Regions from separate parts of the Zea mays genome. Here region 1 is linked to region 2. The links are chromatin contacts, called in public Hi-C maps. All regions are on one chromosome and are shown on one strand. Each heading gives the region's core, a stretch centred on a gene start, on an enhancer-like site or on the middle of the called end of the contact. The rest is flanking DNA. Distances are from core to core; before and after follow the strand shown. Region 1 holds the start of LOC100276004. Region 2 has its middle 12 kb from the start of LOC100383357.

Region 1 (3,705 bases), core at 151-2,650, 100 kb before region 2:
CAACATGGTCCAAACGATGGTAGGAAACTAAAGATCATATACTGGTGTAACACCAGTGAAAAACAATACAGTGAAAGCAAACGTGCCATATTTTCGTTTGCCAAACTCTCCCTTCAGATCCTTCTTTTGGTGAGGATGATCTTAGGGTTTGGGAGATGAAGGTGGCTGTTGTCAACTGTTGTGTCCATTTCTTTAGACAAACTTGGATGAGGCTGTACCTGAGAGACAGAGTTCCAAATAACATCAGAAGTTTAAAAAGTTAAAACACATATCATACTAAAAAGGGCAATCTGTAGAAGAAATGATCCGGCCTTGGCACACTCACTCATGATGAGGTGTGTGTCAATCTGTAGAAGGGCAATGTGTAGAAGAAATTACGAGGTGTGGGTGTCACAACGAGAAGCTACCAGTGCATCTAACCTCGTAGATGCGGAGCAAACTGGCAATCAACATCGATATTGCAAGAACAACAAACTTCTGCCCAATACATGCTCGACTTCCAGAACCAAATGGAAGAAATGATTCGGCCTTGGTACACTCACTGAAAATATTTATCGTAGTTGATCCTTTAGGTGCTCCTAATATTTCTGCGGTAAGGAAACAAAGCAAGAGATTAATCACCAAGAATCTTGCAAAAAGGCAAGAGAATGGTAAAGGCCCGACGACGGGGACGCGTGCGCGTGCCTGCACGTCTCCTGCAACCGCACCGGCCGCGTCGACAACCTCGACCTCAAGAACGCCGGCCCGGCGGGGACGCTCCCACCGTCGCTCCCCTCGCTCGCGGCGTTGCGCGACCTCAGCCTCTAGGGGATCAGCCTCTCTAGCGCGCTCCCGTCCTTTCGGGGCATGGCGTCCCTCCAGCGCGCCTTCCTCAACGACAACGACTTCGACGCCATCCCGCCCGACTTCTTCGACGGCCTCGCCGACCTGCTCGAGATCTTGCTCGCCAACAACCCGCGCCTCAACGACCTGCCCGTGGGGGGAGAGCGTTGGGGATCGCAAGCGGGACTGGGTAGCGCCGGGCGGAGGCTGCACCGTGAGGATCCTTGGGAGGTGGTGTCGAGGGCGCGGCGGTGAAAATGGCGAAGGCGCGACAATCCTGGGAGGTGGAGGCGCGATGCGAAAATCCTGGCGTTCGCGGGCGGGCGGGCGGGCAGGGTAGGGAGGGGGGCAGTCTACACTCCTCTCTTAATAGTTAGTAGAGATATCGATTTTGGGGTAGGTTTAAGGCTTTTTTTTTTTGAGTTGCTCTTATGCTTGCTGAACGTCCAAACTGAAAAATACTTGTTCTCGTATTCTGATATCCTTCAAAAATTACTAGCAAGAAAAAATATTTCGGCCAATAAAAGGTTATATAGTGGCCCAATAGAATAGAAATAGTTAGGCCCAGCCCAGAAGGCCTTAAACCCTAGAATGAAAGAAACCTCCCTCCTCCACGTCTCCACCACGAGGCACGCAACAATTAGAACACATCTCGCCGCCGCCGAGGACGACGGCGATGATGTGGCGTTCGCGAGCTCGTGCGCTGCTCCTACTCCGCTCGACCATTACCCGGCCACCGCCACCACCTCCACAACCATATCCCACTCGAACCCTAACCCGAGTCCCACCTCCCCGCTTCCTGTCCTCCTCCCCGGATCCCATCCCCGATTCCTCCTCCGCCGCCGCCGCGGATCCCTTCCCTGAAGCCTTCTCCTCCCCGACCAAGGCTTCTCAAGATGCCGCTGAGGCCGGAGAGGACAACCTGAGCTCGATGTGGGAGGAAGCTGGCCACGCCGACGACATCTTTGCCTCCCCTGGCAGCGCCGACGCCGTAGCCGACGATGAGGAGGTCGCCCGCGTCTGCGCCGCCGTGGAGTCCACCCCCGAGGACGAGATCGCGTCCACCCTCGCTGACATGACCGTGGACTTCAACGAGCCACTCCTAGCCGCAGTCCTCCTTGCTGCTGAACAATGCTCCTGTAAGAAGCTGATTTCCCTGTTCAACTATGCCGCGAAGAATAACCCCGCTTCCAAGAGCCTCTCGAATCTTGAGGTTCTCGTGAGCAAGCTAGCTGATTCTGCTGAGATAGACAAGGCAGACGCTTACTTGCTTTGGGATTCGATTAAGGAAATAGGCTCTGTGTCAGGATCAGTGAGTACACCGTTGTTGAATGAAATGATTGCCATATTTTGGAAGGTTGAGAAGTCGAAAGCAGCGTTGGAGGTGTTCTCCAAGTTCGATGAGTTTGGTTGCACTCCGGACAGTGACAGCTATTATCTTGTGATTGAAGCAGCACGAAAGAAGTCCTTGTTCCGCTCTGCTTGTGAAGTCTGTGAGAAGATGATTGGCTCTGCCTGCTTCCCTAATGGTGAGAAGGTTGGCAGGATTTTGATTTACCTTTGTGAGGGGAAGAAGGTGAAGATGGCACACTCATTATATCTTGCAGTGAAGGAAAAAAAGATTCCAGTCCCAAAACTAGCCTTGGATTTCCTTGTTGGTGCTTTGGCAAGGAATGATGAGACCATTGGTACTGCTCTGGAGCTGCTGGAAGAGTACCAAGGGGAGTCGCTTAAGCATGCAGGCAAGTCCTTTGCCACAGTTGTACATGCTTTGTGTAGGCTAAACAAAATGGAGGATGCAAATAATTTGTTGATGAGGATGGTGCAGCTTGAAGAGTACAAAGGGGAATCTCTTAAGAATGCAGGCAAGACATTTGCCACAGTTATACATGGTTTGTGTAGGAAAAAGAAATTGGAGGATGCAAAAGCATTGTTGATGAGGATGGTAAATGTTGGGCCAGCTCCTGGTAATGCAGTGTTTAATTTTGTCATCACAGCATTGTCAAAACAGGGAGAAATGGAGGATGCAAAAGGTTTGATGAGAATGATGGAGAGCCAAGGGATCAGCCCTGATATCTATACTTACAGTGTGCTCATGAGTGGCTACGCGAAAGGAGGCATGATTGATGAAGCCCATGATCTACTTCGTGAAGCTAAGAAAATTCATCCGAAGCTAAACAGGGTTGCTTATCACATACTTATCCGTGGATACTGCAAGATGGAGGACTTCGAGAAGGCCAATGAGTGCCTAAAGGAGATGAAGAAAGATGGGTTGCAGCCAAATGTGGATGAGTATGACAAACTGATTCAGTCATTGTGTCTCAAGGCTATGGACTGGAGAAGAGCTGAGAAACTCCTGGAGGAAATGGAGGATAGTGGTTTATGCCTAAGGGGTATAAGTCGCAGCCTCATAACTGCAGTTAAGGAGTTGGAAGGGGAGGAAATGCAGTCAAAGGCGAGCCAAGAAGCATAGTTTCTCTAGGATACTCAAATCCATATGTCTGCTAATTAACTTTTGGATAGAACCTTTCTTTTTGAGCTTTTCAGCTCTGGTGAGCTTGCAAGAAACATCATCTTTGTACCTGTTTTTGTTTGTTGTTATTTACTACAATAATTTTGCATTTATATTTAAATGCTAGACTGACAAAGAAGAATATTTAGTTTTGGTCTGGACTTCTGGAGCTTCTGTTTAGGATTTCCATGCGCCATTCTACATGTCGATAATTTATTTTCATGTCTTATTTAAGAACACGAATGAATTTTGGCTGCCAGTGGAATTCAAGTTACGAAAATATTCTTTCACATATTTTGTGATTTGGGATAATTTCATCAATTGTTTTTTTACTCTTGTCACCTTTACTGCTATCTCTTAGATCCCGTTTG
Region 2 (4,096 bases), core at 966-3,465:
TAGCAGCGCGCGATCACTGACCTGACGGGGATAGTTAACTGGTACTAGGCAGCGTCTACTACGGGTTTTGTCCGGGCCTTAGTCTTGACGTCATTAACATGCATGCATGCAGATCCATCCATCGGTCGGCAGCGGATTAACTAATCGCGCCCACCGCCTTGATATTGGTAAACTGGTGTAACAGTCCGTGGGGGGGGGGGGGGGGGGGGGGGGTGGGGGTATGTGTCATCAGACTTACGACGACCACTCGCAAACCGGATCGGGGTAAACGTACGTGGACGGATGTTGGCACGCGGGCACCGTGCTCTCTCCTGAGCCGTAGAGACACAGGCGCACAGGCGCGCGCGGTGAGCTAGTAGAGACACGCCGTGGTCGGTGACCGCCGCGCCAGGGGGGGTTTCACTTATTAACTTGCAGTGCTCTGCGCCTCTGACAACGGGAACTCCTTTGCCTGACCTAGACTCCAAGGCGCGGCCCTGCATGGATTTCTGTGAGCTATTTTTTAACTACCAATCCATCTCGGTCTCCGTCTTCTCAAAGCGTCTGTCTGCTGCAGCAGACCTGCAGTAGCCCTGTAGGATATGGAAGTGCGGCATCCAACAAGGAAGATTCCGTTGGCGTGGCGGGCTCACAGCGGAAGTGCACTGTACTGTAGTGCAGTGCAGTGCAGGGCTGGGCTGGGATCATTCCTCCTTTCCTGAATTCTGACTTGTACCGCGGGTCTACCTGTTGCGTGCATGGCATGCTGAAGCTGAACTTTTTTTTGTCTCATCGGGATTTGGACAACGGACAGACAAAGCAGCCCAGTGGCCAATGCACAACGTCCACGCGCTGACACACCCCCCCCCCCCCCCCTCCTGTTTGCAGGAACGACGGATGCGGGGTGCCGTGCCGTACGCACGCACGTGGTCTCAACTCCCAAGGGCGCGGCTCCATACGTACGTGCGTGGCACGCGTGGAGCCGGAGAGAGTACGGTGTACATATGCAAATCAGTGTCCTCAACAGTACTACACACGTACCATGAATTTATAATATACTATGTTTCCAAGCACGTTTGGCGTTTGATTTGAAGCGTGATCACCATCGCGCCTCGAGGTTGCCGACGATCTCGAGAGCTGACTCGAGTGTGATCACCACAGCCGTGTGCTCGCGTTTAATTAGCACGGCGGTTTCCTGCTTTGCTCCAAGCGAGTAGTGATTGTTAGTACGTGTCCTCTACACTAGCCGGTTAACAGTAACTGGGGTAGGATTAATCCTAACCGTTGGTTGCAGCCCCCGGTCACATGACACCATATAAATAGATTAAGGGGGCTGACGGGTTTAGCCAACGCTAATCACTCGACCACAAACCCTAATCGACACTTTGAGAGGAACCGATCTCCTAGGCGCTCAGAGTGACTGGAATCACTGTGACTATGTCTCAGATCCTCGTTATCCCATCGGGATCTGAGATTCCCCCTATAGGCAACATTGGAGGAGCTGATCCACCGCCGATCAATGACGGGAACCAATCTCCTCGACACCAGCAGTGAGATCAACAAGAAGGAGGAGGCGGGTCTTCGCTGCAAGACGCCGCCGCAATAATGGCTAGGAACAACAACGACGGTATGTATATATATGTACCCCTCAGTAGAATAGATCTACTCATCATCGAGATATTTTAGACACGGATTAGTATTCTAGGGACTTAGGAAATGATCCTAAACACCAGAAATTCTAACAGTGATAACCACGTACCATTATTATTACCTATTCACTGCACTGTGCCTTGGTCAACCAGGACGAGAGGAAAGCAACGCGATCGAGGGGCGCGGGAAGTACTGTACTGTACTGGACTGGTAGAGTGTTAGGTAGTATTTGACCCCACACCTCGATCGCCTTGCGTGTATCGTCAACTACAACGTCTCGCTGACACGCTGAGGAAGCTCCAACCAACCACAGTCCAGTCCACAGCCAGCGAGAGAGATGTCCAGCAGGGTACGACGAGCAGCCAGTCCGGCGCCGGCGGCGGCGGAACTGTCACGTAGGAGCAGGAGCAGGAGCAGGAGCAAGAGAAGCCACTCATGAACCATTCGTTATTCAGCACCGTACTCGTCAATGAGGCGGCAAATAATGATGTACGATGGCGAATTAATGGAGTAGTCAGTAGTACGTACGTACATGGCCACTGCGCACGCTGTGACAGCAGAATCTACTAGTGATACATCTCCGTGCCAGCCTTTGCATGCAGACGGCACGGCAGACCCGGCCTTTGCATTGGCTCTGCTGTCTGCAGGTCAGTTCCGGCCTTCCACTACGAGTGCAATATGGTGCTATTGGTTCCACCTATCCCTTTGCCATCCACTTATATGGGCTTTTGAGATTTTCCTGGGATTTATTTGAATAACTTAATTGGGCCAAGCCCATAAATCCTAACAGTACTGTACTCGTAGAGTGTGGTAGGTAGTATTTGACCCCACACCTCGATCGCCTTGCGTGTATCGTCAACTACAACGTCCCTCGCTGACACGCCGAGGAAGCTCCAACCAACCACAGTCCACAGCCAGCGAGAGAGATGTCCAGCAGGGTACGACGAGCAGCCAGTCCGACTCTTCAGCGGCGGCGGCGGAACTGTCACGTAGGAGCAGGAGCAGGAGAAGCCACTCATGAAACCATTCGTTATTCAGCACCGTACTCATCATATCAATGAGGCGGCAAATAATGATGTACGACGGCGAATTAATGGAGTACGTAGTACGTACGTACACATGCCCGCTGCGCACGCTGTGACAGCAGAATCTACTAGTGATCATACATCTCCGTGCCAGCCTTTGCATGCAGACGGCACGGCAGACCCGGCCTTTGCATTGGCTCTGCGCCTCTGCTGTCTGCAGGTCAGTTCCGGCCGGGCCCCCCCTCCGTCCCCTACCCAACCTCCACAAAGGACTCTGCTTTTCGCCGTAGTGGATGGCCGTGCCCCGTGACGTCGACGGCCGAACCGACACCCACCAGGCCATCTCCTCCAGCTCCTCCTCTCTCTCCTCCAGCCCGCAGTTTCCCCGACTACATCAGCGTGCACTGCCTAACTGCTGTTTCTGAGTCGTTTTCACTTTTCAGGGCATCCGCAGCACCCACGACGGAGCGACGAGCAGCATGGCAGAAAGGGCAAATGGCAGCATGTCAGCTTGGAATCGCGCTGGGGGGGACTGGGAATGTTGCGATGGCGCGCGCGCGCGACCATGGATGGATAGATCAGCTCGCTTTTTTTTTCTTTTTTCATGATGCCTAGCGATTTGCCAGCGTTCGCAAAGCGGCAGAGGCACTTTTGGTTTCGGCTACATTCCGTGCGTTGCGTGGACCGTCAGAGTGGTCACCGCCACCAGACAGGCTAGTTTCGCTTCGCCTAGCTAGTTTAGGCCTTGTTCGTTTGTGCCGGATTGGTGGATCGGAACGATTCCTAACCGGTTTAGTTCTCTAATTTATATAAACTTTGATTAGCTGGAACGATTCTGGGTGTAATCCGACTCGAACAAGTCCTTAAGCTTTGCGTTGGCTGCTTCGGAGCTGGTGCCCGGCCCTCACCTTCATTGACCCACTCACGACGACTCACCCTTTATGTGCCATCGACTTACTTTCTTTTTCTTCTTCTTTTTTGATGTAAATCACTGTAAGGGGTTTCCTACACAGTATATTTTCCATTAACAGATCGTGAACTGTGCAAGGGGTAGACTACCAGGGCGAGCGAGATTTACAGTTGTCTGAGCCAGAGCCTACAGCCTAGTGCGTGTGGCTGTGTCTTTTTTTTTTCATTCAGTGACAGTCCAACTGCATCTCTCGTATGAATATTCGATACCGTTGCGTTTCTTTGCCATCGACTGATCGACCCGCTCCGGCGATTGGGCTTACTGCTTTCTAATCATCCTGAGAAGCCATGACCACGCGACGCACCGCACCGTGTGATTGGAGAACTGGATGCCCAAGTACTGTGGCAGTAGTACTAAGAGACGAGACGACTAGTAGCAGCAGCTACCCACATGGCATGTGGGCATATTATTATGCGCCAGCCCTCGGCTTTTCTGCAGCCACGTAGTACGTCCTTCAAGTGCATTCTTGCGC

What was found. Hi-C and Micro-C count contacts between places; a contact is called where the count stands out from the background.
Region 1: a Hi-C map of tassel shows a contact between it and region 2, with 2.6 times the contacts expected there. The contact joins the promoter of LOC100276004 here to the enhancer-like site in region 2. A contact is called at or near these places in 3 of 25 Hi-C or Micro-C datasets (ear, leaf and tassel).

Annotation. Positions count from the first base shown.
Region 1 is chr3:172,167,771-172,171,475 of Zm-B73-REFERENCE-NAM-5.0, reverse strand. LOC100276004 reads left to right here and starts at 1,400. Exons shown (of 1, transcript NM_001149900.2): 1 at 1,400-3,474. The coding sequence starts at 1,499. The coding sequence ends at 3,295.
Region 2 is chr3:172,068,075-172,072,170 of Zm-B73-REFERENCE-NAM-5.0, reverse strand. No RefSeq gene overlaps it. Among protein-coding and RNA genes, the nearest start is that of LOC100383357, 12 kb to the right of the region's middle. Within about 2 kb of position 2,215, at least 15 of the 20 cell types and tissues checked have an H3K27ac peak or open chromatin away from gene starts, as enhancers often do. A contact at or near this core is called in ear, leaf and tassel, where this site is marked.